2 separate regions of the Hordeum vulgare genome follow, and region 2 is linked to region 1. Evidence: chromatin contacts called from public Hi-C data. All regions are on one chromosome and are shown on one strand. The core of a region is the stretch at or near the end of the contact, and the rest is flanking DNA. Distances in the headings are between cores, read along the strand shown.

The links. A called contact is a pair of places that touch in the nucleus more often than the background predicts.
Region 2: a contact with region 1 is called in a Hi-C map of leaf, with 2.6 times the contacts expected there. The contact joins the promoter of LOC123397149 here to the promoter of LOC123452614 in region 1. A contact is called at or near these places in 3 of 6 Hi-C or Micro-C datasets (leaf and seedling) and 1 of 1 datasets of contacts at active chromatin or transcription factors (embryo).

What each region holds. Positions count from the first base shown.
Region 1 is chr5H:385,091,045-385,098,213 of MorexV3_pseudomolecules_assembly, reverse strand. It overlaps LOC123452614 (lipid phosphate phosphatase 2), which reads left to right and starts at 3,132. Exons shown (of 9, transcript XM_045129301.1): 1 at 3,132-3,383; 2 at 3,597-3,759.
Region 2 is chr5H:385,230,939-385,238,300 of MorexV3_pseudomolecules_assembly, reverse strand. It overlaps LOC123397149, which reads left to right and starts at 1,438. Exons shown (of 5, transcript XM_045091808.1): 1 at 1,438-1,818; 2 at 1,969-2,620; 3 at 2,752-2,951; 4 at 3,115-3,359; 5 at 3,456-4,506. The coding sequence starts at 1,526. The coding sequence ends at 4,255.

The sequences.
Region 1 (7,169 bases), core at 1,883-4,382:
AGTAACAAGATCCGCAAGGGATTAGTGGGGGGAATCAAATATCTCTTCGTGGAAGTGTAGATTGAGGCCTTCTCCTCCAAACCCTAGAAAATAAATAAGAATCATTGGCCAGGGAAGGAGACACATGCAAGAGAGATCTTGGGGGGCAACAATGAAGCTTTGGGGGAAAAAGGTATGTCTCCACGGGGAAGAAGACCCACTTATATAGTGGAGGAGAAATCCGACCGTTTTTTGCCCACAAATCATGAAGGAGCGGTAGTACCGCTTGGGGGAGCGGTACTTCCGCTTGCACGACAGAAACAGGTCGGGCATCCAATAGACTGGAGACAGGGAGGAGCAGAAGTTCCGCTGGAGCGGTACTACCGCTCCAACCAGCGGTACTACCGCCACTTAGAAAACAGGGGATGTAGAGCGGAAGTAGCGCTCACGGTGTTACTTCCGCTACCAACTTTCGCTCAAAAAATAATTTCTAAGCAGAACCGAAAAACCGAAAACATAAGCGGAAGTGAGGCCAGGATTAGGGAGCGGCAGTACCGCCTAAGCGGTAGTACCGCTAAACTCCAGGGGTACTTCCACCCAAGCGGTAGTACCGCTCCACTCCGAGCGGTACTTCCGCTTACCAAAGATCAAGAGGACAACTCCAAAGTGCTGAGGAGGAAAGGTGGTGACGAATGTGTACGTGAGTGATTCTCCCAACCTTTCCAAACGTGGACCCCTCTTGATAGTATGAATTATCCTATGACTCAAGCCCACCAACTCTAAATCATATGAAGTACTCCGTCTTCTCGTTTAACATCCGAGGGAAAGAATAACCGTCTCGTGCCACCTGATAACCTGTGAAAGCTTAAAGCACACGATTAGTCCGCAAATGTGTTGTCATCAACCAACAGAACTACTTAGGGAAGATTATGCTCTTACATCATGTCTATGGTTAGAAAACCTTAACCATCTTCAATCAACGAGCTAGTCTAGTAGAGGCCCACTATGGACAAAGTGTTGTTTAAGTATCCACACATGTATCTAAGTTTCGAGTCAATACAATTCTAGCATGGATAATACACGTTTATCATGGACACAGAAATACGATAATAAACAATTTATTATTGCCCCAGGGCATATTTCCAACATGGGCATCCCGTCCATTCACCCTAGTGCGATGAACGAGAAGAGAACCGACATTCAAGTTGCCGCTTCGCGAGCCTAGGCGCCCGCTACTATTTGAAGGTCCCCGACCACGACACAAATTGCACCACCTCCAGGTCCCATCTCCATTCGTCTGAGCCACCATCACACCCTTCTTTCTTCTTCGACCTTTGAGACCAATGCTTGAGACCCGCCGTGAGTGGTGGAAGACCCTCTCACCGTGGCGTCACAACAAAATCACGACCGAGGTGGACGCACGGCGTCAACGGTGCGCGAACCGCATTACGACGGGAGATCCCTACAAGAAGCAGAGGTGTGCACGACGCACGAACCACTTGGATGTGGAAGACGTCGAAGGAGGAGCAAGCGAATGTGTCGCCTGCGAGACACACCCTACAACAGGGAGTTGCATACTACAACATTGTAATCGCAGAGGCGCAGCCGCCGGTCCCCATGTTTGAGATGCTACAAGAGGAGCAGCGGTCCAACCTGAGGCTCCTTGGGCACCACTGCTGTGCGGAGGTCCAGATCGCCGAGAAGAAGAAGAACAAGCGAAACATTGTAACGGGCGCTTTGCGATTCCCTGGGCAGCGCCTCCGCCATCCGCAAGGAATGGTGGCGGCTCCGCATCAATGAGGAGGCGAACGATCACACACGTTGCCGACATCGGCAACTCCGCGTTGTCTGCGTCGGGCCGCAAAGACCATGAGGTCGACCCATTCGGTTGAATCGTCTACCTCACCTTCATCGACATCTGGCTCTGAAGCAGGACGTGGGACACAAAGCTGCACAAGTCTGGAAAAGAGTAGACTAGGGACGACTTAACATTTGCTATATAAAAAATCCGCAATGTTAGAAAATGTCATCCACCTATGCCTACTCCTTCATTCAATTTTTTACAGGTACATAGCCCTATACCTTCACCTTCGTAGATGACCCTGTTTTGTTGGCTATGTTTATTTAAATAGTCACATGAAAAGGGGATCTTTTCTCACCTGAATACATTACTTAAAAAACAGTTAAATTCAAGAGTCGCTCTTTAAGTTTTTACCGATACAGTTTATAAAAGAAATATGATAAAAAATTAAACAAGTCGACCTCATTTACAAGGAAAGACGGACTGAAAACCGTACAAGTCAGAAGTGTAAAAAAGGAAGAAAGAGAAAAAACGCCCAAGACAAAGCATGTCTAGCTAACAAGCAGAAAAACCAACATAAAAAATACAAATAGATATAGAGTATCGTTAAAGAAAATACAATACCATGACTTTACAAAAAAAACCTAACGTACCACACTGATATGCATAGCGAACCCCACGGCCAACTCGAAGCACCCACAACCAACAAATGTAACTACACGAATTCTGAACGATTAGGGACCTTTGTTGGTTATGTGTGTCTTACGCTTTTCTTTTTCCCGACGTGAATCGGAAGAGGAAAGATAATAGACTCAAAATGGCTTCTCTTTTTCCCGAAGAAGAGAAGATAATAAAGTCCTGTTTGGTTTCAAATAAGTCACCAACTTATAAGTTGAAAAGTGCAAAAAGTGACTTATTTTACCAAATGAACCTAACTTATAAGTCACCCTAACTTATAAGTCATAAGTTGCTTCACCCAAACTTAAAACTTATAAGCCATCCACTTTTGTATGGGACCCATCATCTTTTTGGTTTTATAATATAAAACATGATGAAAAGATGTGGTCAGGTGACTTATAAGTTCTTCGCAAAAAAAAAAATGACTTATAAATCAGATGACAACCAAACAGACGTGGCTTATAAATCACCTCACTTATTGAAACCAAACAGGCCTTAATACGTTCAAAATGGCTAAGACCTGCGGCTGTGGTCGTTCTCGCATGGCGGCACGCACCCCATAGCAGCAGTCAACAAAGGTTGTCGCCTCGAGTATCTGGACGCCTCAACTCTCAAGCGTTTGGCTGTCCCCACAGCGCCCACCACAACGCTACCAGACGGTTTCATGTAGAGCAGGAGTAGATTCAAAATCATTTGAAAGCAAAATTCCCCACTCCACTTTTTTTTTGTTTCCTCTAAAGGACAAAGCAACCAATAATAATCCCCTCAGTCCCTCACCAACCCTCGTCTCTTCTTCTTTCCCAGCCCCGCAATCCATCCGTCGCGCGCCCAACCGTCGCCGGCGGCGCGGAGCACCGTCTTCTCCCCGGCATCCTCCAGGGCGGAGCGCTGGAGATCCGACTCCGCTCGACTCCTTCTCGCGTCGGTAAGGAACGCCATCTTGATTGCTGGATGAGTTTGGATATATTTTTGTTTTGTTTTGTTTTGTTCCGGAGTGTCGTATCCTTCCCTCGCTGCACCCGGGGGCAACCCACCCGAATCTCCTCCTTCTTTTCTTTTCCTTCTAATAAATTTCTCCCTCGCTGCGGGCGCCGCTGCTTCAGCAATCTTAGTCCACCTGCTCCATGGTTTTGGTTAGGTTCTTACTGTTCAGAGCGCACTATCGGTCCCTGCTAACCGCGTCGAACAAGATTTGGTGCGAAAAATATTGGTACGGCCGTCCGCCCCCCAGAGTCAAGTGGCAGTGGGCAAACAACTGCTCCACCGACGGACGATCTTTAAAGTGATACTACCAGCAACAGGTAGCTGCTCTAGGCCGTACCTATTCAATCTTTACTTCCAGTTGGCTTGAAAATTTCGACATCGAGCCAACCGTTTCCAGTGTTTAATGGTCAAGTGGTCGAATCAGCAGAAGGAGTTTTGGCTATTAGTTTCGAAGCTGGCCTGTTTCAGGACTAAAGTAAGGGTCGACATTATTTGTTCCGTGACTTGGGAGTTTTTGTTTCATTGAGGCTTCCACTGTTCTATTCAGCGATTGGCCCTGTTTTTTCGAGTTTCCGAGGTACATGCAGTGTGTTGATTGTCTGGATAACTCAACAGTTTGTTTGGTTCATTCATGATTCAGTTTACTCCTTGGGTTTGTCAGTTTCAACTAGTTGGATTTTCACCATAAACTCGTTTAGTTGTTTGGTCACAAGGAAAATTTCCAGGTTGTTCCGGTTTATTCGACCGCTTAGTACTTCAATCTTTGCAGTGTTTCATGTATGGCGATGCTGACAGTCAGATCTTCACAAATTCTATTTACAATTTTATCTCGTTACTTTATGGCTACTCCATAGTAAATTTGCATTCTTAAATCTTTTCTCAAGTGATGGAAGAAATAAAGCCAAAATTTACATTGATAGCAGAACACTGATGCTGGCTGTACCATCATTGTTATGTTCAAACCTTTGTGATTGCATATGAATATTCCAGCTCTGCTTAGGAACCCTATCATATTAGGATTGCAATGGAGAAATGGGGATATTGCAATACACAATGCCAAGTTTGCATTTATCCTTCCTATAGCCCTATCATATTTTTATATATCATGCAGGCCCATGTAATTGCTTTTCTATTCTTTTGTGATGCTATTTGAGTTCGTAACTAGGGAATTATCACCTACTCCCTCCGTCCCAAAATAAGTGATTCAACTTTGTACTAGTTGAGTCACTTATTTTGGGAATTGGGATGGAGGGAGTATTTAGGAACCAGTTACAGAAAGAGAATTGTGAAATAATGAATACACCAAGACAGGATTATGAGCTGAGATAATTTGTAACTTAGCAAGATCATCTGGGCCAGTAAGTTCCTGTAGACATCGCTACAAGAATTCTAAGCCATTTAGTTTCTATCAACTGAATGACATCTTAAGTTTTGTAGATTCTTTGACACAATTGCAGTACTTAACTGAGCTTAGCGTATGACTTGAAATTTTATTTAAAATTTTATTTTCTGCTGCGTTCCTTACTGATTAGAAGAATCAAGAGTAAATTTATATGTCAAACACTATCATTGCTTGAAGTTTGTTTAATTTTTGCATGCTTGATTAGTTGCTATGGGATTTGATAATTTGTATAGAACAGGCTTTCATCCTGTTTTACAGAGAAAGCCACACGACCGAAGGAGACATGGTGTCTAGACAACTCTCTTTCAAAGCAGAAGGCTAAACAAGGCGAGCAGAGCAAACAACACAGAATGAACACCATGCCCCTAGCCTGGAAACGTTATGAGGAGTGCACTACTGGATGACGCCAACTTGTCGCTGTGCAAAAGCACATGAGTTGCAGAGCCACAACAAGAAGCACTAGAAGGAGTCGACCACAAGCGAATCCACATCCCCTGGATAAAATCATTGGACTACAACGCAACACTACACCGAACTTGCTCTAGACAGAGGAGTGTGACCCTGCCAACGAGCAGAAGGGATTGAGATGTACCGCCCCGACCAAACCCACAGTTAACCCACTGGTTCCTAGACGTTGTGCTTGACTACCTCCTAGGATCTAGACTGGCCCCACAGATCAACACTAGTCTTTTCTGCGCACGTTGCCCTCACTCGTGCACACTCAGAATCAACGTCCTAGTCGGTTATCCATCTTCAAATTGCTCCAAGCGAAGCATGCTTAACTTTGAGGTTCCTTTCGTATGGGTTCCCAGATAAGAAGGTGCACCTTGTTGATATGAGTAGTCCATCATTTCTATTAAGCCGGGGTGTCACATACACCTACACTCAAAAGGAATTGACGTTCACGTCTGCCCAATAGAAATGATTCCCCTTGGCACCACATGCCATGATGGGCCACACGTGCCATGCGCCACATGCCCACACACCTAACCCGCACACGCCCGTGTAACTGTGAGGGTCGGCTCTGATACCAATTGTATCGCCCTGGCCAAACCCATTGATTCCTTGCCATTACACCTGGCTACCACCTAGGATCTAGACTACCACCTAGGATCTAGTCTCGCTCCACAAACCAACCGATATCAACTTCCTAGTCGGTCACCCATCCTCAAGTTCCTCCAAGCCAAGTACACGTAACTTCTAGGTTCCTTCGTATGGGTTCCCGGAAAAGAAGGCGCACCTTGTTGATACGAGTAGTCTATTATTCCTATTAAGCCGGGATGCCACATGGGACAACCGCCGATGTAGTACCATGCAGAAGAGAGGGGCCAATGGAGCCACCATCATCTCAAACCGAAGATGCTCTCAGTCACCATCCATGCCTGCCGAAGAAGCCATCGCACCACACCCAGAAGGGAATTGAGATATCTAGCGTCACGCCTGGAGGGGTAACATTGCGTCACGCCTTCGCTGCTGAGTCCAACAGGATGGACATGGGTTGTCACCCAGGACTTTGGAAGGGGATGGAAGAACTGCGATGACGCCCCCAAGAGGGATACAACATCCAAAGGCCTAGCTGTCACCGGCATATCTGTGGCGACCTCGCTAGGACTACCCAGTGCCCACATTGCGAAGGAAAGCAGCCAACACCGTGGCCACCAGGAGCAGTCCGCGCCGCCTGCCTTCGAGGGCCGTCACAATGGTTTCTGGCCCTGCAAGAGGGGCGTGCCAGGAGGGAACCTCACCGTCACTGCCACCTTAGAGCCACACAACCCAGCCTTTTGAGTTGTTCTTGAGAGGCCGGGGTGATTGTTTGGGTCACCCTCGAGTTTCAATTTCGAGAGTGACATGAGGGCCAGTTTTCCACAATCCCACTTATCTTGGAACTTGGTAATTATGTTGGTTGCCCAGACTTGTTATGTTATCAGCTCCCCAGATTCCTGGACTAGGATCAGCATTTTCTAATAATCACCTGTATTGGAGGTCGATCGATGTCCCAAGCCTCTATCAACATTCAACTCTTGTTTTGTTGTCTTTTCAAATGATCACAATGGGAGGGATGCAACTTTATTGTTTATTGTTTGGTTGGCTGCAACAGGTTGGACGTTCCTGGTATTTAGTTACATTTCTGATTATTGTGAATTGTTACCCAGATCTCAGAGGTTTTAGGGTTTTGTTGACATTCCATAAGTTGGATCTTTAATTGTTTGCTAGTGAGCATCAATATTTGTAGGCCAGTTGTACTGATTTTTTTGGAACATGCTACTTCCCTGCATGCCTCAGTGTAATGTGATGTTTTCTAAGTTGTAGCCAGCACTCCGAATT
Region 2 (7,362 bases), core at 189-2,688, 140 kb before region 1:
AAACACAAACGCAGAAACTTGTACATACGTACATACACCAATCCCATGAACGTAGGCAGATCACATTCAAGATACCGTGTTTGTTCTGCATCATTTATTTCTTTCATGTCTTTCATTGGTTTTCTTTGTTTTCTCTTGGGGTTCACTGGTTTTCTATATACATTTTGGTATATTATATATATAGATACATCCTTTCCCTATGATCACATTCGATATACCGTGTTTGTTCTGCATCATTTGTTTCTTTCATGTCTTTTAATGGTTTTCTTTGTTTTCTCTCGGGGTTCACTGGTTTTCTATATACATTTTGGTATATATTTTATACCAAAATATTTTTTGAAGTTTGATATAAATTTTCATATACCAAATTAATATTTTAAATACATGGTCAATATCTATATATACACATTTAAAATTGTTTTCATATGCTTAATGAATTTTTTAAATACAGTTTTAACATTTTTAATACATGGTCAATATTTTTGTATACACATAAAAAAATACAAGGCCAAAATTTTAAATACATTATCAACTTTTTTCTGTATACTTTTAAAATTTTAGAAAATACTATATTATCACTTTTTAAGTACAAGATTAACTTTTTTTAATACATAATCACCATTTTTTATACACATTTAATATTTTTCATATGCTTTATCAACATTTGTTAAAGGCAATATTTAACATTTCTTTGAATGCATAGTGAATATTTTTCTATACACATTTAAAATTTTCAAATGCTTGTTTAATACATTTTAAGAATTCTTGATTGACATTTTTAAATACATGATCTACTTTTCCACGCACATTATATATTTTTGTATACGTAGTCATCATTTTTATATACACATTTAATTAAATGCGTGATTAACATTTTGCATAACATTATGTAAAGTGCATTCTTTGTAGTATATATGTGTACAATTTTTGGAAGTGTGAACAAAAGTAAATAAAAATGAAAATGGAGAAACCAAAAAATGAGGTTGTGGCCTTCATTGCAGTTGGGCCGGCCTCTCGCGTTGCCCTTATGCGAGGGTTCCTTATGTCTCACTATAAGCAAGACATAGGGGTGTGCGGACACTAATGTTAAATTTAGGATTTAAACTTTGCTCGACTGATGATACTACTATAAGCGAGACATAGGTGTGCGGACACCAACTATTATCTCAGAAAGTATATTCTTATGTAAAATAAATGTTTTTTCGTGTGCAAACTATAATAAATATATATTGATGATTTATGAAATAATAATTTTAGATAATGATGAAAGAAAAAAAAAGATCACAGTGAATAATAATAATAAAATAAAACACCGGTACCGCATGGGCTGGCCCAATTAGGTAGAGGTGGATGGGAACGCGGAAGTTGGCTATTCCCCGGAACTGGCGGAGAATAGGATTTTCGTTCCGCTGCTCGCTATTTCGTCCCCATTCCTTCTCCCCTCCTCGTTTTCTCTCTCTAGGGTTTTTGCGGCACCGAATCCCAGCTCCGGCGAGTGGCGGCGGGCGACTGCGAGAAGGGAAAAATGGGAGAGGTGATGGCGGTGATGGAGGTGCTGCAGTCGGTAAGCGATCTCCCCGTGCAGGACCCTCCCGGGGAGGAGTTCTCGGCCGCCGACCTCCGGTGGGTCAAGTACGCGAGCTCCGAGCACCACTGCGACGACGTCGCGCTCATCCCCTACGACCGGATGGAGGCCTTCATCAGCGGCGAGTGCAACAACCCCGAGTACCCCACCAGGTTCCACATCGAGCGCGGCCGCAAGCGCGAAAGGGGCTCCCTCAAGGAGTTCAGGAGCGACGAGTACCTCCTCTACAGAATGTACGCGCCTCCCTGCCGCCGCCTCCCCTGCTCGCCCCTGCTCTGCCCACCATGCAAATTATTCGGTCATTGCAAGTTCTTCTTTTTTTTCACAGCAAGGCTATTACATGGTTCTTAATAATTAGGGTGTCCTGTTCCAAATTGATTCAGGTATTGGTGTTCGTTTGGCCCTGAAAATTACGGGGAGGGAGGGACGATCTTGCCCAGCAGAAGGTACAGGCTTAACACAAGAAACCGTGCGGCTCGGCCGCAGTCGATGCGAGGCTGCACCTGCCATTTCGCAATCAAGCGGTTATATGCCCGCCCTTCGCTGGCTCTCATTATCTACCATGAGAGGCGCCATGTCAACAAGTCTGGTTTTGTATGCCATGGACCCCTGGACCGGGACGCCATTGGGCCTGGTGCCAGGAGGGTGCCGTATGTTGGGAGCGAGATTCAGCAGCAGACCATGTCGTTGATCTATCTTGGCGTCCCCGAGGAGAACATCCTGCAGACACATATAGAAGGGATACAACGCTACTGTGGCTCCGATGCAAAGGTCGATAGCCTCGCTTCGCAGTATGTCCACAAGCTTGGGATGATCATCAAGAGGTCCACGCATGAGCTGGATTTAGATGACCAAGCTAGCATCAGGATGTGGGTCGATAGGAACAAGAAGTCTGTGTTTTTCCACCAGGACTCGACCGAGACAGATGCCTTTGTACTAGGGATCCAGACAGAGTGGCAACTGCAGCAGATGATCCGCTTTGGTCACCAGAATATTTTGGCATCTCATTCCTCATTTGGTGTAAGCAAGCTGAAGGTATCTGACTACAACAAAAGCTGATAGTTGTGTAGTTATACTTATAAGCAACATATTATAGTATATGATGTCTAGTTATGTCTGCAGGGGCAGGTTTCATCATTTGTTTGACATTCTACTCTTTGCTGCAGTACCCCTTGCACACAATTCTTGTATTCGATTCAAGACAACAGGCTCTACCTGTTGCATGGGTTATAACCCGATCTGTTACCAAGCATGACACTTCGAGATGGATGAAAGCACTTACTAGTAGAATACATTCTGTTGATTCCAACTGGAGGATTGGTGGATTTATTATTGACGATCCAACCTCAGAGCTGGACCCAATCAGGTATAAGCGTATAGCATAGATGTTGACATATGATCTTAAACTGTGATATTATCCTGTGTAGATGGTATAGCATAGATTTTGACATATGATCTAACTATGAAATTATCCTGTGTAGATGGTATGTAATTCATTCCCATTGACGAAATGTGTCATTGTTTTTCAGGAATGTATTTTCCTGCCCGATTTTGTTTTCTTTATGGCACATAAGGAGAACTTGGCTTAAAAATATAATCAAGAAATGCAGCAACACTGAGGTGCAACGAGAAGTATTTACACAACTAGGAAAATTCATGTACAGTATCTGGAGTGATGCAAATCCCATGGATGCCCTTGGGCAATTGTTTCAAGACTTTGTTGACCAAACCACCTTCATACAGTATTTCAAGTCATTTTGGGTTCCCAAATTGGGTAAGAATCTCAGGTAGTAGATTCAGAATGTACATTGAATTGCAAATCCTTGTCCAGATGCTAACAATGTTTCTTGTGTGCCATTGCCCCATCTAGAGATGTGGATTGATACCATCAGAAATTTGCCGCTAGCAAGTCAGGAATCCTGTGCTGCTATTGAGGGTTACCATCTAAAGCTCAAGCTTAAAGCATATGATGATTCACAGCTTGATGCTCTTCAACGTGTGGATTGGTTGGTGCACAAGCTGACAACAGAGCTGCATTCTGGCTACTGGCTCAACCTATATGCAGACGAGAGCGGTTCATTTCCTGAGGTGAAAGCAGAGTACATTGCATCCACTTCATGGCAAAGGGCTCTGCACATACCTGACGAGGCTGTTCTATTTGATGACAAAGAACCTGTTTCAGCTAAGGTGGCAAGCCAGAAGGATGCTAGTCAAATGCGAACTGTATGGAATGCTGGGTCTGAATTCTCTCTGTGTAGTTGTTCGTGGTCGATGCAGGGTAACCTATGTAAGCACGTCATAAAGGTTAACATGATGTATGCACCACGCAAGGATGTCCAGCCCTCACTATCATTTCAATCATTTCAGCGTGTCCTACTTGATCTGTGGCAAAAGCCACTGGATGATTCATTCTCACTCGATCTGTCGGTAGCATGGGTTATGCAAATGCAGGAGAGGATCCAAAAAGTGGCTGAGCTTGCTGCGTCTGATGGTATTGCCCAAGTTGCAGGCAAATTGCCAATTCAATGGGTAAACAAAAGAGGGAGAAGAACAGCTATTAGGCGCACCAGCCCCATGCACATTCTTCCTCATTCCAACGGCAGTATGCAAAGAGATTTGACTATGAAGAGGAACAGAAAGAGGAGAAGGTTGTCCAACTTTTCAGGCTAACTACTGTTTGTACTGACCATTGTTGGTCAGGGGGTTCTTTTTTTCTCACTGTAATTAGACTAACTGCGTTTTATTTCTTTTCTAGTTCTTCTCCAGTTACATTTGACTGAGAAAACTCACTTAGCTACTTGTTATCAGATTGATATAGGCCTTAGATCGTTCTCACCTTCTGGGACCATTATTTGGATGGTTTCATGGATATACTTTTTCGGGGAGTAATAGTTGAGTTTAAGCAATGTGTTATTTGCAAATTTTGCACAAGCTGCCATGCATTGTATCACCGGGCTTACCTGCTTATCTGTCACTATGCCAGTACCTCCTGAAAACTGTTGAAGCATTGTGGGAGCAATTACTGTGCTGCAGTTGTGGGGTGAGGCCATTTTACTGGGCAAGTGGAATATCAGAATATTAAGCTTATCTGGTAGGCATTTCTAGTCTGCAGATTATTTTGGTTTCGTTATTCTCATTACAAATTGGTATCATTTCTGTTACTTTTCAACATTCTGTAGTTTCAGATAGGACATTTTGCCTGGCCTCTTCATATTTATTTTATTTCTTCCAAGTTGATAGTTGACCTGATGTCAGTTTGTGAAGGGCCTGCTACTTGAACCACCTGGAAACAGTAGTTTCATATTTAACTATGTTTATGGCAAAAGTTTCGCGAACCATAGGACCTGTGAATCGTCATAGCTTTAGAGAGATGATCCATAGCTAGCTATAAAAGAACTTACATGATTCATTGATTCTTGTCATGTATCCTGTGCATCTGGGCGATCATAAGTTCATGGATGAACACAGTTTTTTTGTTACCCTTATTTTCATGATCTAGTACATTAATTGCCTTAATCTACACTGTAACCATGGGCATCTAAAACCATACGGCTTATCTGTTTTTATTTTTACCTCATAAAGTACGTACCTCTTTATTCATTTGTTATAAGACTTGCATCGTTCACCAATAGAGATTAGAGGTACAATAGAGGGAGGGGGTTATCCAACCAAGAACAATGGTCTTGATATTGCATGGCTTATTTGTTAACTAGTGTTACTAGTCAGGTGCCATGAAATAATGGCTCGTGAAACTCTGGGTAGGAAGAAGTTCTTTTCTTCTGGCTGCTCTGGTTGCGCCTAATCCGAGTATAATGTAGTCGCAATCCAGTCCTGAACTGTGAATGAATTGACCGATGGGGCGTTTTGTCACTATGCATGCATGACCTGAAGTTTTCCTGGAAACACCGACACTAGTGTTGCAATCAAGTTTGCAAGCGCATGTGGCCCCTGCCCTGTTTCACAGACATGCTCGTATAGATACTGCATTGTTCTATATCCTGGGCTGCTGTCTCAACCTTGTGTTTATTTTTATCTGCCAAAAATATACTTGTTTGTCAGTCTACAGGTAAAACATTGCATGCCCGTATGTTCCAACTTGCCATACATTACAAATGGTATGTGATGTTTTATATAACACTGTAAGAGAGATGAGTTTTTCTGGGTTCACTCTGGATTCAACGACGCGGGCAACTGTAATATACGCGTGGGCTGACCAATATGTTGTCGACATGCTGAGTTCATACGATTCTTTTCACTTTAAAACTTATGCTATCCATACTTTCCATAATGAAAATGTGATATAAGGAGTCGATTGTGTAGTGTTCTTGTTGAACTTGGATAGAACTAAACATTATGCCATTTATGGTTGGTGGATGCAGTGAAAGGATCAATGAGGCGCATGAGCTGCCATCTGAGTCGTTCATCCTGTTTATCGCAAAAAAAAAAGGAGTCGATCATCCCGCCGTGCTGTCGCCGATGCCTGAAGAACTTAGTTACTTGCCTCGCGAATAGCACAGCCCTCGTCCAGAGGGCTTGGTTACCGACCCTGAATTGGGGAGGCAAGTCTGGCTGGCACGAGAACAAGCAACTGCAGGACCGCTGGCAATTGTTCCATGTACCCCCTCTTTATCTAAATACTTGTAGTTGGTTAGTTCTCCTCAACTACAAGTATTTAGATGCAGAGAGAGTTACATATAGTCATTCGGTTGGTTGGTGGTTATTCATAAACTGCAGCTCAGTTTTTTCTGCGTGCGTTTGCCAGTGTGGAAAGATAGTAGGTCATGATAAACAGTTTAGAAAGTTCAGGATCTAATATAGTTGAATCAATCACCATAAATCAGGTTTTATACTTCACGACATATTTTCTTTTCCAAAGGAACACATAGCGTATCTGTCAGTTCTTCCTTTTCATTTAGATGGTTTGTTTTCAAATTGTGCATCTGGCTTCTCTTGCCACATTTTGCCGCCTCATCTTATAAATCCGACCAACTTTTGGTGACAGTCATGCATTGGTTGGAAGAACTTCATCTCACATTGCCTAAGAATCCAAAAGTTTCTTGTGTGAAGTTCATGTCCTTATATTCGATAAGGTCTATTAGTACATCAATTGGAACAGAACTTGGTTGAGTCAATTGTAAAGATAAACTTGGTCGAGTCATACCATCATTTTGATGTTTTTAGAAAGGAATAAAGTGCATAAATACAGTGGAAGACATGCTCTGCCTCATCAGCCATGTGAAGTGGTTCTTCAGAAGGTTCTCTAAATCTTTTGGTTGCTATTGGAACTCATAGATCCCGTGGATCGACTAGGGTGGATGAGTGACGATAGTTGCCGTAGGTTTACCTTGTCCCGAGCTGTCGGAGCTCCCGCCGGTTTCCATCGGTGCGGTAGCGAGAGCGGTGACGGAGAAGAAGGGTCTAGCGTGGGTGGAGCTTCCCGTGAGCACCGCGCTAAACCTAGATCGGATAGGTATGTTGGTGGTGTGACGGCGGCGAATCTCGTAGTTCGTGCCCCGACACCCCATCGTCCTTTATATAGCGGGTCACAGGGGCCCACCAACCATAATGGGTTGGGCGACCCCGATCAGGGCACATAGATCAAGGCCCGGTGGGCCGTTGGGCCCACGCGGTGAGAGATCAACCTAACATTCTCCCGCTTGATCTCAACTTTTATTTTTGACTTTATGCTTTCTATTTTATTTGTTCCATCACATATAGATATGTAGAGCATGTCTCATCGTCACAGCTTAATTGCCGATAGAATCATACAGCTACAA